Linked DNA regions of Mus musculus: all the other regions are linked to region 3. The links are chromatin contacts, called in public HiChIP or PLAC-seq and promoter capture Hi-C maps. All regions are on one chromosome and are shown on one strand. The core of a region is the stretch at or near the end of the contact, and the rest is flanking DNA. Distances in the headings are between cores, read along the strand shown.

What was found. Promoter capture Hi-C pulls out the DNA fragments that hold promoters and counts their contacts. HiChIP or PLAC-seq counts read pairs in DNA pulled down with a chosen protein or histone mark.
Region 1: a contact with region 3 is called in a promoter capture Hi-C map of liver, with 2.4 times the contacts expected there. The contact joins the enhancer-like site here to the promoter of Rptoros in region 3. A contact is called at or near these places in 20 of 39 promoter capture datasets (the 3T3-L1 cell line, 3T3-L1-derived adipocytes, the C10 cell line and 13 more), 3 of 484 Hi-C or Micro-C datasets (bone marrow-derived macrophages, embryonic stem cells and nephron progenitors), 1 of 115 datasets of contacts at active chromatin or transcription factors (embryonic stem cells) and 1 of 9 other capture datasets (liver).
Region 2: an H3K4me3 HiChIP or PLAC-seq map of forebrain shows a contact between it and region 3, with 6 times the contacts expected there. The contact joins the promoter of Nptx1 here to the promoter of Rptoros in region 3. A contact is called at or near these places in 19 of 39 promoter capture datasets (the 3T3-L1 cell line, 3T3-L1-derived adipocytes, the C10 cell line and 13 more), 1 of 15 datasets of contacts at CTCF or cohesin (the NIH/3T3 cell line), 4 of 484 Hi-C or Micro-C datasets (the N1E-115 cell line, bone marrow-derived macrophages, cerebellum and 1 more), 13 of 115 datasets of contacts at active chromatin or transcription factors (astrocytes, craniofacial prominence, embryonic basal ganglia and 9 more) and 3 of 9 other capture datasets (adipose tissue, liver and pancreatic islet).
Region 4: a contact with region 3 is called in a FOXA1 HiChIP or PLAC-seq map of pancreatic cancer cells. The contact joins the enhancer-like site here to the promoter of Rptoros in region 3. A contact is called at or near these places in 9 of 39 promoter capture datasets (the 3T3-L1 cell line, the C10 cell line, cranial neural crest and 4 more), 1 of 484 Hi-C or Micro-C datasets (embryonic stem cells), 2 of 115 datasets of contacts at active chromatin or transcription factors (embryonic stem cells and pancreatic cancer cells) and 3 of 9 other capture datasets (adipose tissue, liver and pancreatic islet).
Region 5: a promoter capture Hi-C map of embryonic stem cells shows a contact between it and region 3, with 2.6 times the contacts expected there. The contact joins the promoter of Rnf213 here to the promoter of Rptoros in region 3. A contact is called at or near these places in 2 of 39 promoter capture datasets (embryonic stem cells and liver).

What each region holds. Positions count from the first base shown.
Region 1 is chr11:119,572,973-119,578,485 of GRCm38.p6, forward strand. No RefSeq gene overlaps it. Among named protein-coding and RNA genes, the nearest start is that of Gm11762, 27 kb to the left of the region's middle. Within about 2 kb of position 3,824, at least 12 of the 459 cell types and tissues checked have an H3K27ac peak or open chromatin away from gene starts, as enhancers often do. A contact at or near this core is called in liver, where this site is marked.
Region 2 is chr11:119,544,189-119,549,506 of GRCm38.p6, forward strand. Nptx1 (neuronal pentraxin 1) reads right to left here and starts at 3,632. Exons shown (of 5, transcript NM_008730.2): 1 at 2,958-3,632; 2 at 2,464-2,671; 3 at 404-648. The coding sequence starts at 3,401. Gm11762 (predicted gene 11762) reads left to right here and starts at 4,442. Exons shown (of 4, transcript NR_045099.1): 1 at 4,442-5,318.
Region 3 is chr11:119,830,369-119,836,210 of GRCm38.p6, forward strand. Rptoros (regulatory associated protein of MTOR, complex 1, opposite strand) reads right to left here and starts at 3,997. Exons shown (of 3, transcript NR_045313.1): 1 at 3,922-3,997. All of the region lies in intron 13 of Rptor (regulatory associated protein of MTOR, complex 1), which reads left to right.
Region 4 is chr11:119,336,567-119,342,535 of GRCm38.p6, forward strand. Card14 (caspase recruitment domain family, member 14) reads left to right here. Exons shown (of 23, transcript NM_130886.4): 16 at 1,126-1,252; 17 at 1,669-1,906; 18 at 2,306-2,369; 19 at 3,009-3,120; 20 at 4,425-4,598. Among named protein-coding and RNA genes, the nearest start is that of Sgsh, 16 kb to the right of the region's middle. Within about 2 kb of position 2,290, at least 22 of the 459 cell types and tissues checked have an H3K27ac peak or open chromatin away from gene starts, as enhancers often do. A contact at or near this core is called in pancreatic cancer cells, where this site is marked.
Region 5 is chr11:119,387,936-119,393,379 of GRCm38.p6, forward strand. It overlaps Rnf213 (ring finger protein 213), which reads left to right and starts at 2,164. Exons shown (of 68, transcript NM_001040005.3): 1 at 2,164-2,191; 2 at 5,149-5,261. The coding sequence starts at 5,165. Mir1932 (microRNA 1932) reads left to right here and starts at 2,537; the gene lies at 2,537-2,626.

The DNA of each region.
Region 1 (5,513 bases), core at 2,574-5,073, 260 kb before region 3:
CGGACTTAGAAACACAGACGTCAGTCCACCGTGGGACCCTACGCACAGCCCTGCGCATATGTGCACAGCCCACAGGTTTGGTAGTCGCTGGGAACGAACAGCATCCAGATGAGCGAAGAGTGTGAGCCTCCCCTGTCAGAGTCCCAGGAACAAGGGTGGTGAGGGAGCTACTGTAGAGGGGCCATTGGCATCTGGGAGGCCTGGGCAGGGGACCAGGTGACCAGGCCTGACAGGGGCGAGTGGCCTGACAGAGTCTGCATTGTTCTCCAAGTCAGGCTTCCTCTCAAATGCTGCCTCAGTGAGCTAAACAGAAGTATCTGAATGGAAGAGGTCCTTCACTTTGATTCTTCTTTGTCCCTGTTTCTGCTGTCTCCCTCCCTCCCTCCCTCCCTCCCTCCCTCCCTCCCTCCCTCCCTCGAGTGTGTGTGTGTGTGTGTGTGTGTGTGTGTGTGCTCAGTGAGCACGCACACACACCTGAGCATTGCCAGTTCCTTAGGGACTATACCCCCTTGCAACCTTTTTTAAAATTTTGAGACAGAATCTCTTATTTGGAATTCACCACACGGGTGGTCAGTGAGCTCCAAGGAGCCCCGAGCTTCGTCTCCCTAGTGCGAGGATTGTAGCATGTGCTGCTACCTGTTTTCTGTTTGTTTGTTTGGTTGGTTTTTGTTTTGCTTTGTTTTAATGTAGCTTCTGAACTCAGCTCTTCACTGACTGATTTGTCCCCTAAGCTCTGCGTTTCCCTCTTTGTTTTGTTTTCACTGTTTGAATTCCAGCATCATCGCTCTTGTGTGTGTGTGTGTGTGTGTGTGTGTGTGTGTGTGTGTGTAGGCATTAGCACCATGCTACGCATATAAGGGGCAGAGAGCAATTTTGTGCAATGGATTCTGGGAATGGAGCTCAGGCTGTCAGGTTTATACATCAAGTGCTCTGCACCCTCCAGAGTCACTGCCCTGGCTCTGCTGTTAGTTCTGAGACGGGCATCCCATGTGCAAGCTTGCTATGTAGCTGAGACTGACTTGAGATTCCCAGTCTTCCTGATTCTGCCTCCCAAGGGCCGGGATTGAAGGTATCTGCCCTGTGCCCAGCTGACTACCTCAGAAGCAGAAACAAAGCAATTCGCCCTGGTGGCATGCATCAGTCAGGGTTCCAGAGAGAGGGAGAGAGGCAGAAAGAGAGGACGAGAATGAGGAGGAGAGACAGAGAGAGACAGTGTAGTGCAGGTGCTGATTTGGGGAGCTGGTTCACCAGGTTGTGGGCCCAGCAAGTCTGGAATTTGCAGGAGCAAACGCCTTGAGACCAGAGGTATCTGATTTGTCCTTCCTGTAGGAATCTGGGTCTTGCCTCTTTTTTTTTTTTTTTTCTCTGTGTAGCCCTGGCTGTCCTGGATCTCACTTTGTAGACCAGGCTGGCCTCGAACTCAGAAATCTGTCTGCCTCTGCCTCCCAAGTGCTGGGATTAAAGGTGTGTGCCACCATGCCTGGCTGGTCTTGCCTCTTTATTTTAATTAATTAATTAGTTAGTTAATTGATTGATTAATTAATCGATTTGTTTTTCAAGACAGAGTTTCTCTGTGTAACAGTCCTGGCTGTCCTGGAACTCACTTTCTACACCAGGTTGGCCTTGAACTCACAGAGATCCTCCTGCCTCTGCTTTCCGAGTGCTGGGATCAAAAGCATGCTCCACCACTCCTGGCTTGTTTTTATTTATTTAATTATCAGTAGCCAGGCATAGGGATGCAAGCCTTGAATCTTAGCCCTTGAAAGGTAGAAGCAGGCAGCTCTTTGTGAGTTCAAGGTTAACCTGGTATATATACAAAGCTCCAGGACAGCTAGGGCCACATAAAGAGACTTTGTTTTTGGCTATTGCCAAAGCTGTTGGTGGCTTTGCACAAGTTGACAGTTAGGCCCTGTGGCTGAAGGCAGCTCTACACAGCTCAGTGAACATGAGGAGGTAAAGCTGGTGCCTAGCTAGAGCCTTCACCCTGTGGACTAATGGTCATGGTGCTGGAAGGTACTTTGCATGCCACCAAAGGACAAAGGTAACTCTAACCCAGCTACAAACCCTTTCAACCCTTTTATCTACAAGTGACCTGCCTACAATATACACTGCTGCAGAAGTGGCACAAAGGTTGTGGGAATAATCAGCCAATATCAGGTTTGAGTTAAAGCCTATTCCATAAATGAAACCCCTAATCAGGGCTGCTTTGGTGGCTAAGAGCTTAAGACTATATAGGACAGGAAACTAGGGGAAAACCAAATACTGATGTTTTGCTAAAGGAACTTGGCAATAAAATGACTCCTAATGACTTTCTGCTCTATTCATTGGTCAGTGCTTTGCTCAGCCATCGTGAGAAGCTTCATCCTGCAGCAGATGGGACAAAAAAATACAGAGACCCACAGCTAGACAGCATGCAGAGTGAGAGAACTGGGAACCTCAGCCCTAAAAAAGGATGTCTCCATCAAATCCCTCCCCTCAGGGCTGAGGAAGAGGAAGTAGAAAGACTGCAAGAGCCAGAGAGGATGAAGAGAAGGACATCTAGGAATCAAGGCCTAGACACAGCAGAGCCTGCACACTCACAGAGACTGAGGCAGTACGCACAGGGTCTGCACACGTCTGCACCGGATGGGGACCTAGAGCTGGAAGGAGAGGTGGCCACATGCCTCCCCCACAACCCCCAACCCTAATCTCCCATTGATAGCTGTGATGGTTTGTATAGGCTTTGGCTAGGGATTGGCACTATTAGCAGGTGTGGCCTTATTGGAGTGGGCGTGTCACTGTGGGTGTGGGCTTTAAGATTCTCATCCTAGCTGCCTGGAAGCCAGTTTTCTGCTAGCAGCCTTTAGATGAAGATGTAGAACTCTCAGCTCCTCCTGTACCATGCTTGCCTGGATGCTGCCATGCTCCCGCCTTGATGATAATGGACTGAATCTCTGAACCTGTAAGCCAGCCCCAGTTAAATGTCCTTTATAAGACTTGCCTTGGTCATGGTGTCTGTCACAGCAGTAAAACCCTAAGACAATAGCCATTTGCAAATAACAAATGTAGTTTTCTCCAAGAAAGTCTCACTGGGGAAACAAATCATTCCTAAAACTTTATTTATTTGTTTGTTTATTTATTATAAACACACTGTAGCTGTCTTCAGACACACCAGAGGGGCATCAGATCTCGTTACAGATGGTTGTAAGCCACCATGTGGTTGCTGGGATTTGAACTCATGACCTTTGGAAGAGCAGTCAATGCTCTTAACCGATGAGCCATCTCTCCAGCCATGAAACAAATCACTCTTAAAGGTCGGCCCCAAGCCCAGCTGTAGATGGCCAACATGAAACAAACTCAACAGTTTCTCTCTCTCTCTCTCTCTCTCTCTCTCTCTCTCTCTCTCTCTCTCTCTCTCTCTGTCTCTCTCTCTCTCTCTCTCTCTCTCTTTCCTTTTTTGGTTTTTCCAGACAGGGTTTCTCTGTATAGCCCTGGCTGTCCTGGAACTCACTCTGTAGACCAGGCTGGCCTCGAACTCAGAAATCCGCCTGCCTCTGCCTCCGGAGTGCTGGGATTAAAGGCGTGCGCCACCACGCCCGGCAGCAGTTTCTTTGTCTCATAATGTTAAGTCATAAGTGAGGGCTATTTATTTATTTATTTATTTAGTTAGTTAGTTAGTTTTGAAACAGGATCTTGCTTTGTAACCCTGGCTGGCCTGAAACCCTGTGAAGACTAGGCTGGCTGGAGTTTACAAAGATCTGCCCACCTTTACCCCCTCCCCCCCCCCCCATTGCCTCAGGCAGGAGTGCTGGGTTCAAAGGTGTGTGCCACCACACTCACTTATTCTAGGCCTTTATCTGCTGGGATCAGCCCTGCCCGCGTGAGCTGCTCTTCTCAGCAAGCACTGAGGTATAAATGCAAATCTCATCTTTAAAAAACACATCCAGGGGGCCTGGAGAGAGGTTCAGCACCAGGAGCTGAGAGGAAGAACCCTGCAGAGGACAAGGGGGGTCCTGAACCCCAGGAGGCCTCAGGACTTCAGTTCTGACTCCACCGAGGGTCAGTCTCTGGCACTGGCTGTGGCTGCTTCTGATGAACAGCCTTAATAGCAGGCTTGGAAACGGGCCCAGAAATCTGAAATTCCATAATGATTGGAGATTATTTGGATCCAGCTCCCGGGAACTTTATGATGCTAAAATAGAGTTGGACCTTCACATCCCTGAGGTGTAGGGCTGAGATACTCAGATCTTAATTCTGAATGCCGCCAAGTCCCTGCTGGCCCCTCTCCTGTCCTTTTTAAAGGGTGATGACGCAGGACCTGCCTTTTAACCCTTGGTATTTACCCTCAGCAGGCAGCTCTCGAGTCCTATCTCAAACTTGCTAAAGTAAATGCTGTGCCCTTTTCAGAGAGCTGTCATGTATAACAAACTGCCACTGTGTCTCCCGTTCCTGCCCCCCAGCGAGCCCTGCAGGGGCATCTGCTGGCATGTGGGGCAGCTGTGCTCTGACAGTGAGCTTGTGTGTCTCTGGCAATCCCTCCCCATCCCTTCCCAGGTGCTGCATTAACATTCCTGGGAGACACAGCGGGGAAATCCTATCACCCTAGATGGGCAGCAGTGACAAGCCAGAGCACGATTTCACTGAAGTCTGACTTAAGTGAGACCAGTGAACTTTTGGGTTTGCTTACAGAGAACAGGTAAGGGGTTACTTACTGGAGCATGGGTGACCCCCAAATGCCTGCATCCCCCCCATCATGAGGCCTCCTTTTAAATTAACTCTCTGCTTGCAGTATAGCCCAGCATCTCCAAAAATTAGCTAAAAGAGATAGCTCAGACTGTCATTGTTCCCTGGATGAGGGGAAAGAGGAGGTGTCTTCAGCTGATCAGAGAACTACCAGATCCCAGGTCAGGGGTTCATTACTGTCATCACAGACTTGGCTACTGTGACATTATTCTGCTTTGGTGTCATGGCTATGAGTCAAAGTCCAAGGTGGCATCTTGCTATGCCCAGAGGTAAAAGGGCTGTACAGAACCAGACCAGAAGTCCAGCTATGTTGCTCTAGAGCTAGGTCCAGAGTCGGTTCTGTGTTCTAGGCACAGCCAAGAGAAGCAGGCATTCACCGGTGTCTGCAGGCATCAGTCATATTGCTGGACCAGACTGAGGAGGATAGGGGAACAGAGACCCATGACTGTAACTTTAATCCTTTTTTCAAGTCCTATTTTTAATGATGGTTCTTAAATGTTTTAACCTCCCTTTTATCCCATCACCCACCAGAGGTAGTGGAAAAGAAAGGATATGGAGGAAGTTATAAGAGTTATGTTGTCCTTATGAGAGTTGTTTAGAAAGGTTCTTTGGAGCAACTCCCATCTGTGTAGTCTGGAAATCGGCAGATTAGTTCACAGGACAGCAGGCAGCGGCAGTTCCATTCACTCACAAACACTTCATGGATACACTAGCAGTCTAGTTTGGTAGAGTCAGGTTAGCAATATCAGTGATACAAACTAGCAGAGACAGCCAAGCCTCAGCCTCAGCTT
Region 2 (5,318 bases), core at 2,382-4,881, 290 kb before region 3:
GAGAGCCCAAGCCAGCCAAGCAACCAGTGGAGGAGGAGCCAAGAAACAAGGAGAATGGACTAGAACATCCCCAGGACGGTCCTCTGCCCGCCCGCCCTCCCTCTCTCTCTCCCTCCCTCCCTCCCCTCCGCCGGCTAAGGCCTCTTTCTGGAATGTTCCAGCTCTCCCTGTTCTTATTATGAGGGCAGGTGGAGATGTCCCTCCCCATTTCCGAGCTGATACAGCTTCCACCTCCCCCAGTCTCGCCGGGCAGACATTTTTCTCAGAACCACAGCCCCAATGAGCACCCCACACCCCAGGTTTCTAGAAGACCCGCAGTCCCACAAGCCCTGGTGCGGTGTGGGCATGCAGCTCAGAGGACACCCAGGATCCTGGGTGAGCTTTGCCCTGTGACGGGCAATACCTTGTCATTAATGAGTATCTCCATGGGGTTGTTGCCCCACTCGATGAGGACCAGTTCGTTGGCCTGCCCAGGCACAGCATAAGAGAAGGGTGTGCCCACTCCAGGCGCCGCACTGGACTTGAGCCACATGCACACGGTGAAGGCATACATCTCTGGCAGGCTCTTCTTCACCTTGGCATACATGTAGTTGGTCCGCAGTGGGAATGTCAGCTGAAACTTGTCTCCGGGGCGATTGTCTTTCTGACCTAGGGAGGACAAGTGAGTCCTGCCATCTTGTACCCTGACCAAGTGCTCGGGGTACAAGTCGTGTCTGGTCCCCATCATGTCTCGTGATGCAGATGGGGCCCAGGGCCAGCTGGCAAAGAAAAGCTGACCCAAGGTCTCTGCACTCCGGGCCTTGCCAGCTCTTGTTGCCACATGGTGCCATCCCTGGGGAGGCTAAGGTAGGGGGAGCGCACAGGACAGGCTGTGAGCCTGCTGGTGAGCTGCAAAGTAGGCATGGGGGAGAGAATGGGGCCTGCTTCAGTGCACACTGGCCAAGGGACTGAGAAGGTGTGGCTGCAGAAGAAGGAACCAGGCTAGCTCCCCTCTGAGCTGCCCCCGTGGGGGCCGACCTGATTTAGATGATGGTGCTCTGAACCTCTTGACTGTACTGGGCTTTTCTCTCAGTCTCCACCAGAGACAAGCATCCCTACAGCCTGTCCCCTCCAGTAAAGCCAGGATACACTGCAGTTTTGTGTGCAGCTGTAAGGACCTTTCCGAGGGAGTTGCAGGCCTCCCCCAGGGATGCTGCCTGGAACCTACTGAAAGGCAGGGCAGCAGCCTTCCTTGAACCAGGGCCCCCAAGGTGATGCTTTGAGGGTACCACAGAGCCTCTGATGAGCTGCCTGGAAATTGAGGCTCCAGGCCTGGTCACCTCGTGACTGCTAACCAGCATCCTCTGGGAAAGTCTAACGCTCACCTCCACCTCTACACTTCCTGTGGCTGGTCCTGCCCCCCCACCCCCACTGTGACTGATTCTCAGGGAAACAGGTCCCATTGAGCAGTGCATCATTACTCTTTTAGAGCCAAGGAATGCACCTGCCTTGCCAGCTCATGGCTGTACCCCTATCCCAGGAATTCGGACAGGAACCTAGTCCCCGAATTCAGAGTGACTTCTAGAAAGCAACAGGACAGGACAGGACAGGACAGAAACAACACCACCCTCGAGGCAACTGAGCAACGGAGCAGAGCTGACCCTTAGCGCAGACCTCTGCTAATTCAGGCTCGGTCGTCTGGGGAGGTGGGGGGTCAGTTCCAGTATCTCTCTGGAGTGTTTTCCTGTCCTGAATCTCCCACCCCTCCCTTCTAAGGTTCCTCTTTCCCTTGATGTTTTTCAGTTACATAACACGCCTTAAGATGGCACTGTTTAAATCCATCCTGCACATTTTGCAGTCCGAGCAGGGTCACGTGGCCCTGCTCTGAGTGGGGCTGCCCCCTCCTCCTCTTACAACCTTGTTTGATTTCTTTGACTTCAGGGCACAGCTCATCAGCACACCCAGGCAGGTGCTAAGGACCAGCCTGAGTTCATGACCAGGGCAAATGCAGCTGCATGCAAGATGGGTCACTGGAAAAAAAAAAACCGATTGAGAGGGCTCAAGGTAGAGAGAGGGACCCCTAAACCCTGAAAGGACACCAGGGCTACTGGGCAATTGGCAGAAAAGATACCCAATGGCCCCAGAAGGCTAGTGTCCAGATCTTTGTTGGTGACAGATTCCAGCTGAAAGCAAGGCTTTCATTACTAAGGAAGGCTTGGGCCACAAACAGCTACTGTGCAAAGTTGCTGGAGATTAAACAAATCAGACTTAAAAAAAATCCTGCGAGTGTCCTGACTGTACTGTACAATCCCTTCTTAAGCTCTGCTGCGTCCCTGGAGAGGTATCTCCAGCCTAGGAACTGGGCAGGAAGCCCTAACTGGGGAGGGATTACAGAGTGGGGCCGGGACAAGAGGCCAGGGCAGGGAGCAGGACCCAGGCAGGCTGTCTCTGGAGAGCATGCAGCACGTTCCCCTGAGCCCTTACCTTTCTCCAGCTCGCTGATCCGTTGGTGTAGGGAGGTCAAGGCGCTCTCGATCTTGGCCCTTTCCTCTGTGTCGTTCTTGGGGCCCCCTTTCCCCTCCTCCAGAGTGTTCACCCGAGACAGCACCTGCCGCTCCAGGTCATCGATCTTGCTCTGCAGCAGATCCTTGAGGCTGTTGGTTTGGCTGGAAGAATTGAGGCGGCTGTACTGCTGCGGGGGCATAAGGGCAGGGGAAAACCACACCGTTAGGCGTGCAGCCCGGACCGTGCGCGAAGGCCCGCGACGCGGTCCCTGGGGCGATTGCGGGGGTGGCCTGGAGGGAAGCTCCAGCGAGTGGCAGCCCTCGGTGCCCCGCAGGGTTCGAGAGGCGCCGGTCAGGCATCAGCGCGCCGAAGAGGCAAGGAAGGGGGGACGGGGGTGCCGGACCGGGTCGGGATGGGGTGGGCGAGGGCAGAAGGGCGCATAACACGGAGGGGAAACCGCAGCTCACGCGGACCTCGAGGTTCTCCAGTCGGGTTTTGAGAGATTGCAAAGTTTGCCCGAGTTGGCTGAGCGTCTCCGCGGCCGGCGTCCGGGACAGGTCGCCCATCGTGTTCTTGCCCGAGCCAGGCTGCTTGCGGCCGCCTCCCGACCTGGCCTCGCCGGGACCCGAGTCCAGGGTGCTCTGGCTCTCGCAGCGGCCAAGCTTGGTGGTCAGCTCCCTGATGGTCTCCTTCTGGCTGAGGATGGTCTCCTTCTGCTGCAGCACGGTCTCGCGGAGCTGCAGCACGTTGCTCCGAAGCTCCTCCGCGCCGCCCGCAGCCACGGACGCGGCACACATGTCTGCATCCACCGGCACCGAAGTGCAGATGAAGCGGGTCGGCCCGAAATCTTGGGCCCCACTGCCCAGGAGGCAGAGGGCGAGCAGCGCACAGGTGCGTGCGGCGCGGCCGGCCAGCATGGCTCCGGACACTTGGAGCACCGGGGCCGCTCGGCTCCGGTGGGGATCGGGCTGAGACCGGGATCGGGCTGGCTGGGGCAGTCGCTCCGCAGGCGGCCCGCGCTCTAGCACCGCGCTTCTACGCCGCACAGTCTTCTCGGCCGCGCTCCTCGGCCCCCACTGCCGCCTGCGCTGCGGAGCCCGCGCCTTTTATGCAGCCGCGGGAGGGGCCTCGGCGCCGCCGACGTCAGCGGGGGAGGAATCCCGCTTTAATTGTGTGCGGACCGGCCCCGCGGCGCCGCGGGGGTCGCACGGGAGCGCGGCTGGAGCTACCTCGGCCCTCCCCATCTCGTCCCTCCCGGATCCGCCACCGCCCCCTCCCACCGCCTCCGCACGCACGCCCCCGCCTGGGCCCGCGCCGCTTCCCCGAAGACTACCAGAATACAGGGCCAAGAAGGAGATCGGCCGTGGGCCTGGATTAGATGGTGGGGCACCTGCCCAATACCCCTAATCTCCAACGGGGCTCGGAAAAGAAGAATGGCCACAAGACAAGCTCGGTTCGCTTGCTCCACACTAAGCGCCCGTGTGGTTCGGGCTCCATGCGCTCGCAGCCCTCTTCTTCCTAAATAGTCAACGTCGGTGTCCCCTGCGTTCAGCTCGCTGAGGTCCAGAAAAGGGGTCGCGAGGCCGAACAATGATTCATGGACATTTGTGGCTGAAAGCCACGGAGCACTCTGAGTCTGGGGATCCCCCACGCCCTGGCTCCCCGCCCTACTGTATTCCCCTTCTTCCAACTCCTGAGGATTGTAGACCTAATAATGTCCCCCGCCCCCGGAAACGAGAGCCCGCACTATGCACTCGTCAGGGCTAAGGCCTTCTCGGATCTGTGGATCAAACCCTTCCTGCCATCCAAGCCAGCCTAGTTCCAGGCAGGTGGCGCCCCAGAAGCTGGCTGGCCACTCAAAAGGGGCCCCTGGGGGAGCTTCTTCCCTTACCGCTCTGGGCGTGTCTGTGTGTCCCTTTGTAGGTGTATGTGAGCGTTGGGTTTACCGGTCCACTTGAAACCCCGTCTAGCCCATTCCTCGCGCCCCTGGACTTTGGAGGAGGGGTTTCAGAGGTGGGCAGCGACTTCGCATCTACAGGGGTTCGCACCTCTTTACCCTTTTCCTACAGACACCTTACCCAGCCACCTGCACACCCATACCTCCTTTTTTTCTGGATAGCAGCACTGCCGGCTGGGATTCCAGTCCAGGTTTCAATGCCTCTGGGGACTCTGGACAAGGGTCTGGGCTGCAGCCCCACGTCGGAGTCAGAATCGGACCTGGGAACTCGCCCAAGATCCAATTATGTTGAAAAGAAAACGAAGGCGGGGAGAACCCACATCGGGTTTTAAATGACTGGAAAAGCCCAACTACAGGCTGGCTGGGTTCGCCCCATAGACCTTCCAGTCAAGCATTCGGTTGCCTCACTCCTTTTACGGGTCTGCGATGGACCAGACTAGGTCCGGACTGTGAGGCGCCAGTCCGGGACCCACTGGCAGCCTTCGGACAGAGGATGCCACTCTCCGGTGGGCATCACCGGTGGTGAAGGTAGAAGCCAGATTGGCAGGGAAGCCACTATCCAGGTCTTCTCCGACGCCTCCTCCCAGCCCCGAGCCCCAGGGGCGCCCCACTGCCTGTGTTTCTCTTCTCGGCATTTAACCATCCCGAGTCCGTGCTGCGAGCTGCCGTGGCCCCTACACGACAGGAGCGTCGCTGGGCCGCCGCTTCCGGGCGCCAGAGGGACCCCGCAGTCAGGACGCGGCTGTGGTGCAGAGAGGGAGTGCGGGGCTCCCGCTCCGGCGGGTCCACCGTCAGGTACAGAACGCAGGAACGCAGCGTCTCGCATCTGGGTGCCCCCTAGGTTCCGCTGGGGTCTCAGAACTAGCCTCCCGCCGTT
Region 3 (5,842 bases), core at 2,747-5,246:
GCCAGCAAGGCCTCAGGATCACCCAGTCTCTGTCCCTCCCTCCTCACATACCTCGCTATATGCTGGGACACTTGTGTGAGGGCTTGAGATCCGAACTCAAGTCCTCATGCTTGTGTAGTAGCAAGCACTTGACTAAGCAGGCCAGCTCTCCATTCCCTAAGAAAACCTTAAAGTAGAAAACATGTAAGACAAGCGTGTAATATACAATACTATAATCATAAATAACACATTCACTAAAGTATTAAAAATACGTATAATTTAATAGAATGCACATAAATATAACTATTAACCTTTATAGAAGCTTTTCAAACAGGAAGTTTGGTTTGGGTTTTTTGTTTTGTTTGTTTTATGGTGGGTCTCACTACAGTAGCCCTAGTTGGCCATGGACTGACTCACTGCATGGACAGGCAGGCCTCAAAAAGAAGAAATGTTTCTTTTCTATCAAATAAAAACTGAATAGTGTTTGGAACACAGCTAGGCAGTGCAGAGGGCCCCTGCCTGTGTGTGTTAGGATCCTGGCCTCAGCTTCTCCCTGAGACGTTAGTGAAAGAACACAGGAGATGAGGAGACTGAAGATGGGAGAGACAGAACAGGGAGAAAATGGCCAGCCCATGGCGGCTGAGCCCCGGCTGGTTAAACACACTGGTAAGTGAGGAACCATCACCCAGACTGGGAAAGAAACATGGAGAGGGTTCTGGAACCTGGACCAGCAGGTGATACCACTGATGGTTTTAAAAGGATGGGAGGTAAATATTGTGAATGACCTCGACAGATGTTCCTCACTGACAGGGGAGACTTGCTGAAGAGAAAACAGATGAGCTCAGTAGCTCTGTATCAAAGAACACAAGTCCGGATGGTTTCCATGGAAAATTCTTCTGAACATTAAGGCGGAGGCACATGGGTAGCAGTACACCCTCTCTCTATTGCTTCATGAGATAAGTAACACTCTGGTACCAAAACAAGAACCAGACAAACACAACATAAGGAACCCTCATGAATACACACGCAACCGCGAGGCTGGGGATAGAGCTCAGTTACTCAGGTGCTTACCGTGAGAGCATGACTACATGAATTTGACCCCCAGCATCCACATAAAAGCCGAGAGCACCCTTGGTTTCAGCACTGATGGCCTCAGGCAGGTAGGTCCCTGTCCCTGGGGCTCCAGCCAGTTTGGGCTCTCCAGGATCAGTGAGAAACCAAATTCAAAAGCAGTAAGGTGGAGTGACCAAAAGACACCTGATGTCAGCCTTTATAACCATAACAGTTATAAAGTTGTGAAGTATCGTTGAAAACAGTCGTATGGTTGGGGTCACCACAACATGAGGAACTGTATAAAAAGGGCCACAGCTTCAGGAAGGCTGAGAACCGCTGCTCTAGAATCAAAAGGGAGAGCGGCTCAGTGGGGGCCCCCGCATTCAGCAGCTATGGAAGATCTAGGCATTGTCTTGAGGACATTAGTCGTTGGGAACAGCACCACTCCTGCAGTGTCCTTCTCGGGCCTGGGGCCTGTGTGTATAAGAGTGTGCTGTGAGCTGAGTAATGAGCGTGCACATGCATTCTCTCTCCGCTCCTGGTGGTGATGTGATTGGCTGCTTCAGTGCCTGCTTGACCTCCCACAATAATAGATTGCACCCTGAGATTGTAAGCCAAACAAATCCTTTCCCATACATTGCTTTGTCAGAGTGTTTAGTCACAGCATCAGAAAGGAAACTAAGACAACGATTAAAAGTTCTATTAACAAAAGAAGAAAAAGTCATATAATCTCAATATTATGCAAAACCACAAAGTAACTTAATGAATGGTCTTTATCAAGATGAAAATATCTTCTCTCTGCAGACAACATTAACATGGACAGACAGGCCATAGGTGAGAAAAATAGTTTCAAGTCATGTGTCCACATAGTACAGAACCCTTTCAAAATTTCAACTATTTCTTTAAGGTAAGAAGACAGCCTGCAGCATCAATTCTCTATTATGTCCCCTAACCCTAAAGCCAGGGCTCCAACTCCAGCTATCAGGCTTGACCCAAATACCCTCGTCCAGCAGCTCTGTTCTGAGTTCTCACTTGTCACACAGACTTGTATCATGACATCTAGAGTGACTCTCTTGGAAGCTGGGAGCTGGCATTGAGACTGTTACAGTCTTCAGTCTCTCAGGGACTGGGTCACAGGAGCAGGTCACCACACCAAGCTCTGTTCTAATAGTTTGAAGCTGGAAGTAGTCCAAATGGACACTAAGAGGCAAATATGTCAGCTTTTCCATACATGCTAATCAGCAGCTTAAAAACAAACAAAAACAGTGCCACTTGAAAAATGCCAGTAATGGAGCTGTGTACTGTGTGACTCTGTGTGTTTAAAACTGCAGAAGGTGTGAGCTTGTCTGTAGTCAGGGCAGGCAGATCAACTATTGGGGCAGGCAAGGAAGGGGCAGGATTTACAAAGGACACGAACATGCAGGAGCTAGATTCACCCTCGATGGTGGTAGCCTCACAACACGCATGTGCCTGGGTTTTGGGGTCTGAGCTGTAAGTCTGTGCCATGTCTTGGCATCTTATAGACAATGGTGTGGATATTGACAGTGACCTGTTCTGTTTCCACCTTGATTTTCAATCAGAAAGTGGGCTTGCTATTCTTCATTAAGACTGATGCTGCGAGGTGACCTAACACTGCCCTGGAACTGAACCTAGACCAAAGCCAGAGGCTGTGACATGTAGTTGAATCTGAGCATAGTACTGTCCCTGAGAATTCCCAGAGAATGGATTTGTGGTTATGGAAGAAAATGTCCTTTTTGTTAACAATATTTCGGGGCAGGGTGCACATGTATACAGAGGCCAGAAGCCAATGTTAGATCAAGGTAAGAGTAGGTTAGTATTCTGTGCTATTATATAATATGTGGTCTTTATCCCTTTGCCCCACTAAGGGCTTGTTCACTCCCCCATCTTGTGGGTTCTTTCTAGTTTCCTGACACTCCAAATTAAACACACAACCCCAGAAACTTGAAGCTAAGATCCAAGTGTGAGAAAGGACATGCTTGCTTGGTTTTAATAAGTTTCCCAAGTTGTTGTTATCATCTGTCTCTCTGCTAATTAACAAGAATAAGGGAGGGAGGCAGTTAATTAAGGACTGGTGTAAGCTGGGTTCCAGCTAATTGAGGGTTTTTTTCATAGACAGAATTAATGTGCAATTCAGGCAGACCTTCCAAATTACAGTTAATAAAGTTTTATTTATAGCACCACTGGGGAACATCAAGGGCACAATGTCAAGGAATGTGGGAAAACACTCTGAATTGGTATTGATGGGATAATCCAAAGTCAGGCATACAAACAGGCATACCACAGGAAGAGCTTCCATGGACAAAGACAACAGGGAAGGAGGTGGGATTTTTTTCTTCGGCCCCTACAACCTGTGTATCCTTTGCAGCTTCCCAGTGTCTGGTTCCTCCGCAAACAGATTCTTCTCTGAATAAATTTGATCAGGTACTCAGCCTAACCTCTCTTGCTCCGCATTTTGCCTCTTCACGTACACAAAGCTCAGTTGGAAGAGAGTTCAATGTCGGCCTCTTCTCTATGGGTCAGGCATTGTTGAGCATCCTCCCTGTTCTGCTGGCCCACCGTGGGGCTGCTCTAGGAGGAATGCAGACTGCCTCTATCTAGATACCCGTGCTTCCTGCCTGCTAAGCTTTGCTTTGGGGGATAGCTCTAGGTTTACAGAAATCTGAGGTGACAGTGGAGCCCGCCCCAGTTTCCTGTGTCTGAGGCACCTCAGTGGACACAGTGAGACCTGTGTTCCTGTGCCGGTTGGTGCCTTACCTTAACCAGCTGCACCATTCTGGTGCACCACAGGGTTTCTCTGTCCACTCTCCCTGGGAGGGGCTTCAGCTCCTCCAAATCAACCCTCCCCCTTTCTCCCTCAACCCTCTGTACCTCTGATGTCCATGGCAGCATGAGGAGGCCCCTTGGCTCTGCACACCTGCACTTGGGTTGCGGTAGTGAGAGGCTTGGGGTGGAAGACAGATGAGCCCCCTTCTCACACGTGCTTTGCCGTTTGTGTTAGCGTGCTTCTTCCTTCAAAGTCATGACTCCCAGCCCCAGCGATTACTGCAAACACTGCTTTGTTCCTTCACCTGTTCTGTTCCGGACCCAGATGTGGGTATGGGGGTTGTTTGTTTTCTTTGTGTACTTAGACTTTGTATCCGTTGCTTTGTTTTCATTATGTACTTAGACGTTGTATTCGTTACTCTTCTGTTGCCGTGGTTACATACTGGGACCAGCAGTGACAAAGTTTATTTTGGCTCACAGTTCCAGAGTAAGACAACAGAGGAGTGGGAGGCAGAGGAGGCAAAGGAGGCAGAGCAGAGGCTCAGATCACAGCTGCCATAAACACAGATCACTGACAGCAAACCAGAAATGGGCAAGGCTATAATATCAAAACCCACCCCAACAACATACTTCTCCCGCTTCAAGGCTCTACTTTCTGAAGCTTTATGACCTCCCCTAAGAGCACCATGAGCCAGGGACCACGTGTTCAAATGCATGAACCTCTGAAGGACATTTTCCATTCAAACTATCAGGCTGTTCTAAGTCTCTGTGTTTGGGATGAATTTAGTTTTATACTTCTAAGTTTTTCTAGTCTCCCTTCTCTGTGAGGAAGCCATGTTCCTAGAAACAGTCTTTCAGATGGGGGGGGGGGGGTCTCCTAGCTCTGACTGGGCAGAGTCTTCCTCCCGGTCACTGAGAGCCACATCTGATGAGCAGGAGTCAGGAACATGCTCACAGGAAAAACTTATAAATGTTTTCTCTTCCTCTCTCCCTGCCACCTCATTCATATAATTTGATGCTTTGAGGGTCTCTTATGACTCAAGTATAGGTTATAGTCTGCAGAAAACCAGTGAAGGGAAGGGACATGTTAGGGATATGTGTTTGCAGAAACCTTTGTTTTGTGTAAGCCAGTCAGCAAAGCTATGTACTGTGTAAATGGGTTCTGGGTACTGTCTCACTGTCTGGTAAGATAGAATACCATGTGAAGGTGTTTTCAGCAGTGGCTACAAGTGTATCTACATGGCGACATTTCTCCCCAGTGCAGATACACATCATGAGCAGCATACATCACTGTCACTATGTGGTCATGTATGCTACCTCAGAGATCATAACCACTTGTGACATGGAGGGTTTGTCCTGTGAGTGTAGCCAAGAGGGAAAGAAATACAAATGGCCAATCCCCGTCTGTCAGTCTATACAGAAAGAAGAGCTTTTCTGACCGGCCTGACTGTAAGGCAGAGCCTGGGAGACTCGGGTGCTCCTCTCCATGGAAGAGGCTGAGTAGCAGCAAACAAAGCCACTGGGGTCCAGAGGTGGCATGTGGACTGGGGACAGCAAGCTGGACTGTCAAACCGGTGAAGGAAGAGAAGGACATTTTGAATGTCCTTCTCAAAAGGATGCAGTCGTCACCTCTGAACACCAGCTGGGAATAATTTTGAAGGCTGGTGAGATGGCTCAGTGGGCAAAGGTGCTTCTTGGACAAGCCTGCAGCTTGAGTTTAATCCCTGAGACCCACGTAAATGTGCAGTGAGAGAACCAACTCTACTGAGTTGACCTCTGACCTCCACAGGCATGCCATGCATGTGAGCTCATACATACATCATATGTGGCACACAATAACAACAACCTAGGCCTATCTTTAATCCCAGCACTCAAGATAGAAGGCAAATTCTGAGTTTGAGGCCAGCCTGCTGTACTTAGTGAGTTCCAGACCAACCAGGGCTGCATAGCAAGATTCTGTCTTAGAAGAAATGGGATTGTGATCTCAGTGCCACCGACACAGCTCTGTGGGGCACTCAGAGACAGG
Region 4 (5,969 bases), core at 1,040-3,539, 500 kb before region 3:
GAATCTGCACCTTGTGGGGTTTCACAGCTGTGGAGGTAGGGTGGAACACTCTGCACCTAGAGGGAGGACCAGTGACACCACTCAACAACCTTGACACAGCCTTGAACAACTATGTCCCAAACATACAGAACCCTGATCTAGAATGATCCAGAATGTTCTGGAACCTCCTGAAGCCCATTTTTAACAGAGGAAAGTGGTTATGACAGAGAGGCTGTCCTCAGCAGTGAAAGTTCAGGGGTGGGTTGATGGGCAACTCTTCAGGCCAGAATGTGTACAATGTACATGTTGGCATCTTGATGCTGTAACAACACTGTTCCTACATTGTAGCTGGTCTTTGCTACTTTGTAGGTTCTTCTCTTTAGGCCAGGAATGTGTAGAATGCACATATGTGCATCTTGATGCTGTAACAACACTATCCCTATGTTGTAGCTGGTCTTTGCTACTTTGTGGGCTCTTCTTTTCCCCACCCTTTATTCCCCTGGCTTCACACCTTAACACTAGATAGGAGAAAAACAAGGAGAGAGGGAGAGAGAGGGAGGGAGGGAGGGAGGGAGGGAGGGAGAGAGAGAGAGAGAGAGAGAGAGAGAGAGAGAGAGAGAGAGAGAGAGAGAGAGAGAGATCACGATCCCTGAATTTAATTTCTTTCCTTTTGTTTCTTCTTTGAGCACAACTACTAACAACCAACCCTCCCCAATGGCCACCAACCGCTCTCCCACCCACATATCAGGGCTTTAGCCTTTATAAACTCTCTAAAAAGTTTCCAGAATTCCAAACATCACACAAGTGCAGAAACTATCTGCAGCTGGCAACCCCATGCTTCTCCTAGAACACGAGGCAAATCTTAAGTCAGCTGCTGCGGACAGTCCGAAGCAGCCCCACATCCCCATACCTGGGATTAAAACGAAAACACGTTCTTGTAATATTTCTGTGTTTTTAAAGAAACCAGAATTCCAGAATTCTCACTTCACTACACACAGCTTGTGACAAGGGATTTGGATAGGCCATGAGAGAAGATATGTGGGTGGCTGCCGAAAGCCGAGAGGTCCTCTGAAGGCTCCCACCCCCACCCCACCTCAGCTGCCATCCCATGTTGGTGAGAAGCCCACCTTCACACTTTGCCCTCAGGTGGACTATAAACCTACCAAGCCATCATTAAGGGCCACTCTGGAGAATACAACGCTGGAGCAGGCTGTGGGCCTTCTCAGGAGGGTGAATGGCTCCTGCTACTTGTCTGTGAAGATCAACACTGAAGGTACAGACACCACCCCACACCTGCTCAGCTCTCAGTCCCCTCCTGTGACCCTGCTGTACCTACCAGGAGCCAAGGCAGTTCAGCCAGGGTCTCCCTAAATTCCCCAGACTCTAATGAACTGGAAACTTCCCTCCATCCCACTGGGTGCCTTCCATAACTTTTCCCTCTCCCATCTCTACATTCTAGAACCTTCCTTGTGTAAGCTCAGAGGTCAGGGATCATCAACCACTGACATCTTCTTCTTTTGGGGGGATTTTCCGAGACAGGGTTTCTCTGTGTAGCCCTGGCTATCCTGGAACTCACTCTGTAGAACAGGCAGGCCTCGAACTCAGAAATCTGCTTGCCTCTGCCTCCCAAGTGCTGGGATTAAAGGCGTGTGCCACCACTGCCCAGCCACTTACATCTTCTTTTATCAGGTTATAAGAACCTCATCCAGGACCTAGATGCCAAAGTGGTAACGTCTGGGGATTCCTTCTACATCCGTGTCAACCTGGCCATGCAGAGGGGAGGGGACGGAGAACTGCAAACTCACTGCAATGACATCCTGCATGTCACTGACACCATGTTCCAAGGCCGCAGCTGCTGGCATGCCCACCATGTGAACCCCTACACCATGAAAGACATGGAGCCTGGCACCATCCCCAACTATTCACAGTGAGTAGCTGCTGCTGGCACTGCACAACCCCGCAGATGTCCCAAGGACAACATCTGCCTGTCTCAGTTGAGTGTTGAGGTCCCTCCACCTTCCAGAATCTTCGCTGCACTATAGCAGAGTGCCTGCCCAAGATAAAGAGTGAAGAAAAGGTTTACTTGAGTGCATGGGTCTGCTGGTGGTAGGTGCCTCTCTGTTATGTGCCCTGGCATTAGCTCCACTGGGACCAGTGTAGGGCAATTAAATTAGCATGGCCTGGCCTGGCCTGAGGCCTAGGAGATATTTTCAAGGCCTGAGTCTATGCGCCCAGGGTGGAACACTCCTGCTCCCTGCCTGTGTCACACTTGTCCTTGAGGAGGCTCAGTCAGGCTGTCAGAGCCTCTCTTCCTTCATTTGCTCAGGGCTCAGCAGCAGCTTCTGGCCCTCATCCAGGACATGACTCAACGGTGCACAGTCCCCCGCAAGGTGAGGCTCTGGCAGAAGGGTATGGTGCCCCTGGGGTGGGCTGGAAGGGAGCGGGGTGCTGTGGAATCCTGTGTGAGGGGTGTGGACCACTGAGCTGAGCAGGGCACTATCTGGACCCTGTGTTCCCCACCAAGCCCTGTGGGCCTGCAGGCCCTTGGAATGGGCCGTGTGAACACACCGGCCTGGTTTCAGAGTGGCCCCTGCTCTTCCTCACTTTCCCAGTCTCCTGTCACCAACCCACCCCCTGTTCTTGTTTCCTCTGAGGTCGGGCACCTTGTTCTCTTGGGACACAGAGCACCTTTCACTTTGAGCACCCATCTGTCCCTGAGCAAGGTGCTAGGATATCCCTGCCCGGAGCATGGCAATGCTAAGTCGGGAGAGGGCCTGCTCTTCTCTCTGCCTATTGCACCCTACCCCTTCCTGCAGAGCCCTGCTGCCTGAGGCCCCTCCCCTGCCTCTCACCCCTGGTGTGGGGCCTGGGAAGCCCGGTTGCTCATGGCACAGCCTGATTGTTCAGAGGCTGTTCTGGATTTGCTTATGTGGCAGGGTGCTGAAGCAGGGAGGGGGTGTCAGGCCCCAAACCCAGTACTGATGGCTGAGCCTGCTCTCTTTCCTGTCCCCCTGTTCCTCCCGTGACAGCCTCCTGGAGGACCACAGAAGTTAGTACGAATTGTCAGTGTGGACAAAGCCGCTGTCAGTCCTCTGACTTCATCCTTTGACCAAAGCCAGTGGGATTCTGGCAAGGAGGAAGGTGAGGCCTGGCTGGTTGGCATAGGGACCATGTGGGCATTGGGGGTCACTTCTGAGCAGTACCATCAAGGTGGTGTCTCTCACTCGGGCCGGGGGCTGTTGTCTGTTTGTTTAGATGTTTTGCATGCATGTATGTATGTATGTATGAACGTACTTATGTGTACTATTGACATGCAGTGTCCCCGGAGGCCAGTAGAGGGCATCAGATCCATTGTGATTGAGTTACAGGTGGTTGTGAGTCACTATGTGGGTAATTGGAATTAAAGTCTGTTGAAGAGCAGCCAGTGCTCTTAACAGCAAAACCATCTCTCCAACATCCCCCCACCCCAGGCTGTTTTTTACGGATCATAATAAATATCTACCCACCTTCTGAACAGCAACTGAGCATCACATTTGATGTCTTCTAAATGGCCGTGCCCCACTCTGAGGCCCGACCCAGTGAAACTATACAAAAGCTACTAGCCCACAAGTGTGTGCAGGAACAGTAAAACCTACCAATCGCCCAGTGTTCTGTAAGGAAGGTCACTAGGTGACCAGTGTATGCACGTGGTCATGCTAGAGGTCTGACTGGTGTAAGCCCACGGGTAACAACTACAGAGTGAAGCTGATCAGAAGTGAGTCTGGTAGTAGGGAAATAATTCGTTTTCTTTAAGACAGTTTGGATGCCTAATCTAAGCTGGGTACTGGGGCCTAGGAGATGGCTCTGCTGTTAAGAACACTTACTGCCCTTGGAGAGGGCCCGGGTTTGGTTACAACACCCAAATTAGACAGCTTACAACCACTTGTAACTCCATCCTACAGGATCCAATGCTGTCTTCTAGCCTCTGCAAGCAATGGTATGCGCGCACACACACACACACACACACACACACCACCAAAACATGTAAAAGTAAAAATAAACCTTTTCAAAAATAAGGTTGATATTGAAAACAGGAGCTACCTAAATAACCCAGGGTCCAGGAGGGAGGAGGCTGAGGACGCTGTGGCCTGAGGGGCAGGGATGAACGGCATGGATGAGGAGGGGGAAGAGTTGGGGTGAAGGGCAGGACCCTCACACCCTTCAGGAGGAACCAAGCTCCTCCTATCCTCAGAGGTTCATTCTGAAGAGCTGTGAGCTCTGTAGCAGCTGTGCCAGCATGCACAGTTAGCATAGCAGCTGTGCCAGCATGCACAGTTAGCATAGCAGCTGTGCCAGCATGCAGTTAGCAGCACTGAAATTGAGAATGCCCCCCACAATCAGTGTCTCCTGGGAGAGAGGGGGCAGGGACACAGGTGGGAGATGGTCACAACCTCTGTCCTCTGCAGGTGGTCCTAGCGTGTGCTTCTGGTCAGAGAGCTGCTTCACCCTGGCACCGTACACCCTGGTGCACCCCCACAGGCCTGCCCGGCCCCGGCCTGTGCTGTTTGTGCCTAGATTAGTTGGAAGGATCCTGGGTAAAAAGCTGTGTCTCCTCCAAGGTTTTAAGCAATGTTCAGCAGGTACGTGCTCCTCAGTCAAGCGACCAGAGCAGGGGACCATAAATTCAGAGATACTATAACTGAGGGCCACAGATGGGACACTGAATGGTGACAACTGTCTCATGGTTCCCAGGATGTCTGACCTCAGGGCCTCACCAGAGTCCTGCTCTCTGGGGGCTGCAGGTGTGGGTCCTTCCTGGCTCATCCAACACTTTAGGTGTGTGGGAAGTCCCCAGTCCCATCTTGGCTTTGGTCATTTCAGACCAGTTCAGTATGTGTGTCTTTGTCTATACATGACCTTCTTAGGGGCTATCATAACCAAGTATTGTTTCACATAAAGACCCTACTTCCAAAGAAAGTCCATTTTGGGTTCTTATGGGCATGAGAGAGATGGGACATTACCCCTCCCTCCAACACAGGCACATTGAAAACAGATGCCTTAGCAGGGCAGCATGGCTTGAGGGTTCTGTCAGTTTTCTATCAGCCACGAGGCAGTTTCATTTTATTTTTTTATTTGAGCCAAAGTTTCTCTGTATGGCTCTGTAGACCAGGCTGGCCTTGAATTCAGAGATCCAACATGGAGGCTTCATGAAAGTGCTTTCTAGGGCTGGTGAGATGGCTCAGTGGGTAAGAGCACCTGACTGCTCTTCCTGAAGGTCCCGAGTTCAAATCCCAGCAACCACATGGTGGCTCACAACCATCTGTAATGAGATCTGACTCCTTCTTCTGGAGTGTCTGAAGACAGCTACAGGGTACTTACATATAATAAATAAATCTTTAAAAAAAAAGAAAGTGCTTTCTAATATGCAGGCCCATAGGCTCAGGAAAGACTGACAGGGCTAGGTTACCTACACTGTGAGCTGACAGAGTTCATCCTAGTCTCTTGACTTTCAGAAAAGAGAGGGAAGCAGGCCCCATCCAAGAGGCTCCTCCAACAAACACCTTCCTTGGCTAGCATTCATGGGAAAGTGGAAGACACTGAGTTCTGGGAGCCCATGAGTTCCTCTAGAATCAGCTACCTGGGTTCAGTCGGGCAAACCAGGGAGACAAAGCTATATAGACTGCAGGCTCTGCCCTTACCCAAAGAGGAAGGGAGACACTGAGACATGAAGGGCCAGCTGACAGAGGGCAGAAGGAAGATGGATGGTAGCTAGAGGAGGCCAGGTGGTTCAGCTGGCTAGTGGGCATATACAAAGATAAAGGGCACACAGAACACTGGGATCCAGCCACTGCTGTGCTGGCCGAGGAGGGTGGAGGCCAGATGTCCTTTCATAGAAGCCTGGGTTTTAACAGGGAGGGAGGACTCACTGACGCTTGATCCTTGAACATCTTTCTAAAGTAGAGTGCAAGATGGAAAGCCTGGCCAGGGCTGGAGATGCACTCACTGGAACT
Region 5 (5,444 bases), core at 914-3,413, 440 kb before region 3:
TGAGCTGCAGTGCTGGGGCAGCCACACAGTTCCAGAGAGGGACCAAGGCAGACAGCACCACAGAAGGACTCTCAAAGTTTGAGGAGGCAAAATGACAGGAAGAAGCTGGAAGACTAGAGAGAGAGGCTGAGACAAGGGCATGGTAGGAGCAGAGGTTGAGAGAAGGAGATGCCATGGTTGCTAGAGAGCCAAAGCCGAGGGTGAAGAGCAGAGTGCTGACGCCCAGAGCGGGCACGCTAGCTGGACTGCTGGACCAGGGCTCAGTAAGCCTCTGCCTTGAACAAGATCAACAGCTTTCAACTGTGAACACACAGAGTGCAGACCTCTAGTTCTCAAGGATTTGCATCATAAACCTATGGTTTGGGAATAGGATGTGACCTCTGAAATCCCTAACAGAGTGCCCATCTGAGAGTTCATTCAGGCAGAGCAGATGCTCCTCTGGACAGCCACACCCTGCAACAGCACCTTACTGAGCCCCCCCCCCCCCCACCACACCACCACACACACAGATGGTAACAGGGTGTTTCTGAAGGAGCTCTGCTCTGTATTACATAAGACACCCATGGGTGGCTTTTCCAGCAAGCTAACAGGTTCGTCTCCCAGCCTCAGGAGGATAGTTCATGGCATGCCCTCCATGACTCCTTTCTCCAGGTGCTGATGAGTGGCTGAGAATCTCTTAGCTACTTTTCTGTTGCTATGATGGAACACCATGACTAAGGCAACTTATTAAAGAGATGGTTTGATTGGGCATATAGGTTCAGAGGGCTTAAGTTTATTATGATAGAGGCAGGGCACAGAGCCTGTGGCTGAGAGCTCACATCTGGATCTGAAAGCAGAGAGTATACTGGGCGTGGAATGGGCTTTTAAAACCTCAAAGCTGCCCCCAGTGACAAACCTCCTGTGGAAAAGGCCACACCTCCTACTTCTTCCCAAACAGTTCAATCAACAGGGGACCAAGTATTTGGACATATCAGCCCATGGAAGCCATTCTCACTCAACCCCACCACCCCCAGAGGAGGGAGGGAACCCATTAAGTGTAAAGAATGACCATAAGGAACAAACTAAGCCACAGGCGGTTCCAGAAGACTGTCTTTGGAGCTCCACTTGCATGCTGTGGCTCTAATACAACAACATAAATAAGTGCAATTAAAAAAAAAACTTTAAAAATCTGGGAAGATGAGGGTCTGGCCCCGAGGTGCATAGGAGGAAGACTTTGAGAGAGCTGCATGGAGGTTTGGGAACCGAGATCAGTTGGTACAGTGCTTGCTGAGCATCCAGAAGCCCTGGGTTCCATTCCAACATAAGACCAGCCATGGTGGTATGCACATGTAGCCCCAGCCCTTAAAACACAGGCAGGAAGTCGGGCGTGGTGGCGCACACCCTTAATCCCAGCACTCGGGAGGCAGAGGTAGGCAGATTTCTGAGTTCGAGGCCAGCCTGGTCTACAAAGTGAGTTCCAGGACAGCCAGAGAAACCCTGTCTCAAAAAACCAAACCAAATCAAACCCAAACCAACCAACCAACCAAACAAAAAGACACAGGTAGGAGGATCAGAAGTCCAGGGCCATCCTCAGATACTGTGGTACTTTAAACAAGAATGGCTCCCATAGGCTCAAGATATTTGAGTGCTTGGTCTCCCCACACTTGCTAATACTTAGTTAAAAAGCTTTGGGGGCAAAGGACATGACTGAGACTCACAGATGAGAAAGTGCAAGCACACAGTGTGGCCGTCCACTAGCAATGACTACTGCTAGCGGCTTTTGGTGGACTTCGATGTGATGGGTTGCCATCACTTCTTTGCCATCACTCTACTTTGCATGCACGCAACCTGTAGGTGAACACTCTTGCTGTCCTCCAGGTCCTTCTGTGGGTGGCTTCAGCTTGGCTAAATCCTGGATACTGTCCAAGGTGCTGGATGTCTGGGGCTAGAGGTTTGAACCTATCAATGGTCACCCATTCAGGGCGGTCCGTCCTGGTTGGGGGAGAATGTGCAACCCTGGTGCAAGAGCCAGTGAGATTTCGAAGGCCGTGGGCACGCAGCGGCTGTAGTCGCTCTGGACAAGCGAGCTAGGCCGGCGCCACCAGGCGGGGAATTCCAGCAAGGCTGTGCGCCAAGGAGGCGGAGGGGCGGCGCCGGCCCCGTGACCCCTCATCGAAGCGCGCCAGTCCGCGCGGGCGCATGGGCACTGCAGGTGCGAGCGAGGGGCTTCGGGGTTCCAGGATCTGGTGCTGGGCTAGGAGCGGGATGCAAGTCCAGGGGCAGTGACGCGAGGCCTAGGGTGCGGGATGTGGGTCTCAGGGACGCGCAGGGACCGGGGTGCAAGGTCCCGTTGGGCAGGGCGCGGGTGTTTCGGGCCAAGGGTCCACGGGGCGACATGCGGAGCTCTGGATGCTGTTTCATTGGGTGCCGGTCCTGCTAGGGAAGAGTGGGCCGGCGGCTCATGGCCCCTGTGGTCACAGTCCCTGAATGGTGCCTGCGTCCTGATGCGCCGGCGCCCAGCGGCCACTTCCTTCATGTTCCAAGTTTCGGTTTCACTGCAGGCAGCCGGTCCAGCCTGGCCCTGAGTCTCCGACCCCATTAACTCTCGGGTTGCGGACAGCGCTAGGTCGGCCCTGCTCCCCAGCAACACCCAGGAAGGTCGGGGACCCCCAACCTACACAACCCCGTGTCCTCGCGTAAAGCGGTCCCAGGCTCCGCCCCGGAATCTGCTCTCACCAACTGCAGCAGAACTTTTGCGAGCCAGATGTCTGCCCTCACCAACTGAAGCCAGAACTTTTTCGTGCCAGGCGTCTGTGCCCAGGGCGCTGATCTTACCTAGGTCAAAGCCGGGAGCCTCCCCTGTCCCCGAAGCTGCAGCGAGAGGTGCGCTCGCTCGCAATGGGCTAGCCCAAACCCATCTGCTTTTTTCTTAGTCTAGCCCGGGCGGGGGGTGGAGGGGAGGCACGGGAAGGGTCCTCTAGCTGGTGGAAAGGAGAGGCGGTGCCGCTGGCCGCTCACTTGTGCAAGGCTGCCTCTAGTCCGGGCTTCGCAGTTTCCAGGGGGGGAGGCACGGGAAGGGTCCTCTAGCTGGTGGAAAGGAGAGGCGGTGCCGCTGGCCGCTTACTTGTGCAAGGCTGCCTCTAGTCCAGGCTTCTCAGTTTCCTGAGCAGCACTAGAGAACTGACTTAGGTGGTGTTGGCTTTGGGCACACCAACCGAAAATTGTAGTAGGAGATAACCTGCCACCCCGTGGTGTGTTTCAGTTTGTTCTGTGAGACTCATGGTTTGAGAAGCAGAACTTTCTTTCTCCTCCTCCGCCCCCCCATTTTGTTTTTGTTATTGTTGTTTGTTTGTTTGTTTTTTTGGCCTTCAAGACCCGGTTTCTTTATAGCCCCTGCCTGACGTGGAACTCACTCTGTAGACCAGGCTGGCCTCGAACTCACAGATCTGTCCTGCTCGGCCTCCCCAGATTAAAGGCATGCACCACCACTACCCACGAAAAGCAGAGCTTTCTTAAAAGAAATTTACATCTCTCAAGAGAGGACAGAGGGCTGAGGCAGACCACACTTTTACCTGAGAAAGCACTTGTTCAATGCCACCACCTTGTCTAGCTCCCAACCTTCATGAAGCCTGTGACCCCAGTTCTCAGCCTCTGCCCTTTCCTGTAGCTCCTGTTTGCTAGAAAGCCTCCAGTCCCAACTCCCATTCTTAACCATTCTTAGTTTGTGGGTTGCCCACAAAGGATACATAGTTACTCTTGTGTTTCCCGCAGTTTGTGGGTTGCCCACAAAGGATACATAGTTACTCTTGTGTTTCCCGCCCCCTGCTTGCTTGTTTTGGTTTTAAGAAGTTCTTTGGAGCCCTGCCTGGCCTTGAATTCCTTATCTTCTGCCTTCACCTTTCAAGTGCTGGGGTTACCAGCATGGGATTCTCTGCCGGGTTTTTGGTAGCCCTCCTCTCCCACGTCTATGTAGCTTATAGCCCAGCCAGAGAGTCTGGAAGTGCAGAGGGGAAGGCAGGACCTAAGTGGTGGAGTTATTAAAGGTGTGCGTGAGAGGGAGGTGCCATGACCAGAGGGACGGATCTAGGGGTCTTTGAGGGGAGGCATAGTAAGGATTGCGGATTGGCTGTGGCAAGTGGGGCCAGGAAACGTCCACAAAGTTTACCTCCATAGCCTAGTCCCAAAGTGCTCACCATGTAACTGTGACCAAGCCAAAGGTGGCCGCCAGACACAGGTGGGGAGGAGGGGCGGGGCCAGCCGCAAGCACAGGAAGCAGAAGTGGAGTCCAGCCCAGGGGCGTGGCCTCTGCCCCTGCTGAATGAGGCGAGGGTGACTGGTGTGCTTCAAGTAGCCTGGATCCAGGGTTCTCAATCCTGTCCTTGGCCTGGACTACCTATGACCTTGACCCTGGTTTGGTGTCACTCACTAGACCCTGAGAAGGGTGGGAGACCCTCAGCAACGGAGTATTTCCTTTGCTAGCAGCCCTAGCCAGGCCACTTGAGCTAGGTGACCCAATGCTTTCAAAATTGGACTCCTGTGACTCCCCCAACCCTCACCTTCGGGTGCCTGGGGGGGGGGGGGAGAGACAGTGTGAAACACACAGCCCCAGGGCAAGTCAGCAGTAACTGGCATGCAGGCAGGTGGCTTTTCCCGCTTGTCACATCAGGGTCCCCAGCTGGCTGGGGCTCCGCGGGGGATCCTTCCCTTTAATAGCCTTTCTTTTTTCTATTATTATTATTATTATTATTATTATTATTATTATTATTATTATTTTGGTTTTCAGAGACAGGGATTCTCTGTGTAGCCTCTGGCTGTCCTGGAACTCACTCTGAGTTCTCAAACTCAGATCTGTCTGCTGCTGGGATTAAAGGTGTGCCCAGCAGCCTCCCTCTACTTTTGAGCTTCCCTGGGCTTCGGTGGTGGGCAGGGGCTGAGGCTGGAGGGGGAGGGGCAGCAGGGAGTTGTAACTTCCTGCTTGGGGGAGTAGCTGGACTTGAGTTAGAGCTGTGATAAAGAGTTCTGGTGCTGGTTTCGATTACCGGGAATCTTCTGAGTCCCCATCACTTCGTTTTCCTTGAAAATGAAACTGAAGGGGGTGGCAGTCACGTGACATGAGGCTGAGCTTTATAGCGGGCTGCCCCGGTGTGTCTTTCTCATTTTCTCCTGCAGGGCTGCGGATAACAGCATGGAGTGTCCACAGTGCGGGCATGTCTCCTCAGAGAAGGCACCCAAGTTCTGTAGCGAGTGCGGACAGAAATTGCCTTCTGCAGCTACTGTGCAAGGTGAGGCTAGGTTGGGGAGGGGACAGCGGGACTCCGGTATGGAGTGGGTTTCCTTCCTACTCAGGCACGGGGCGCCCCAGTGGGCACAAGTGGCAGAGAACTATCCTGAGTACTTGCATTTGTGTGAAGCGCGAACTGTTCAGATTCCTGCTCCAGGGATTTATTTACCACTTTAAAAGAAAA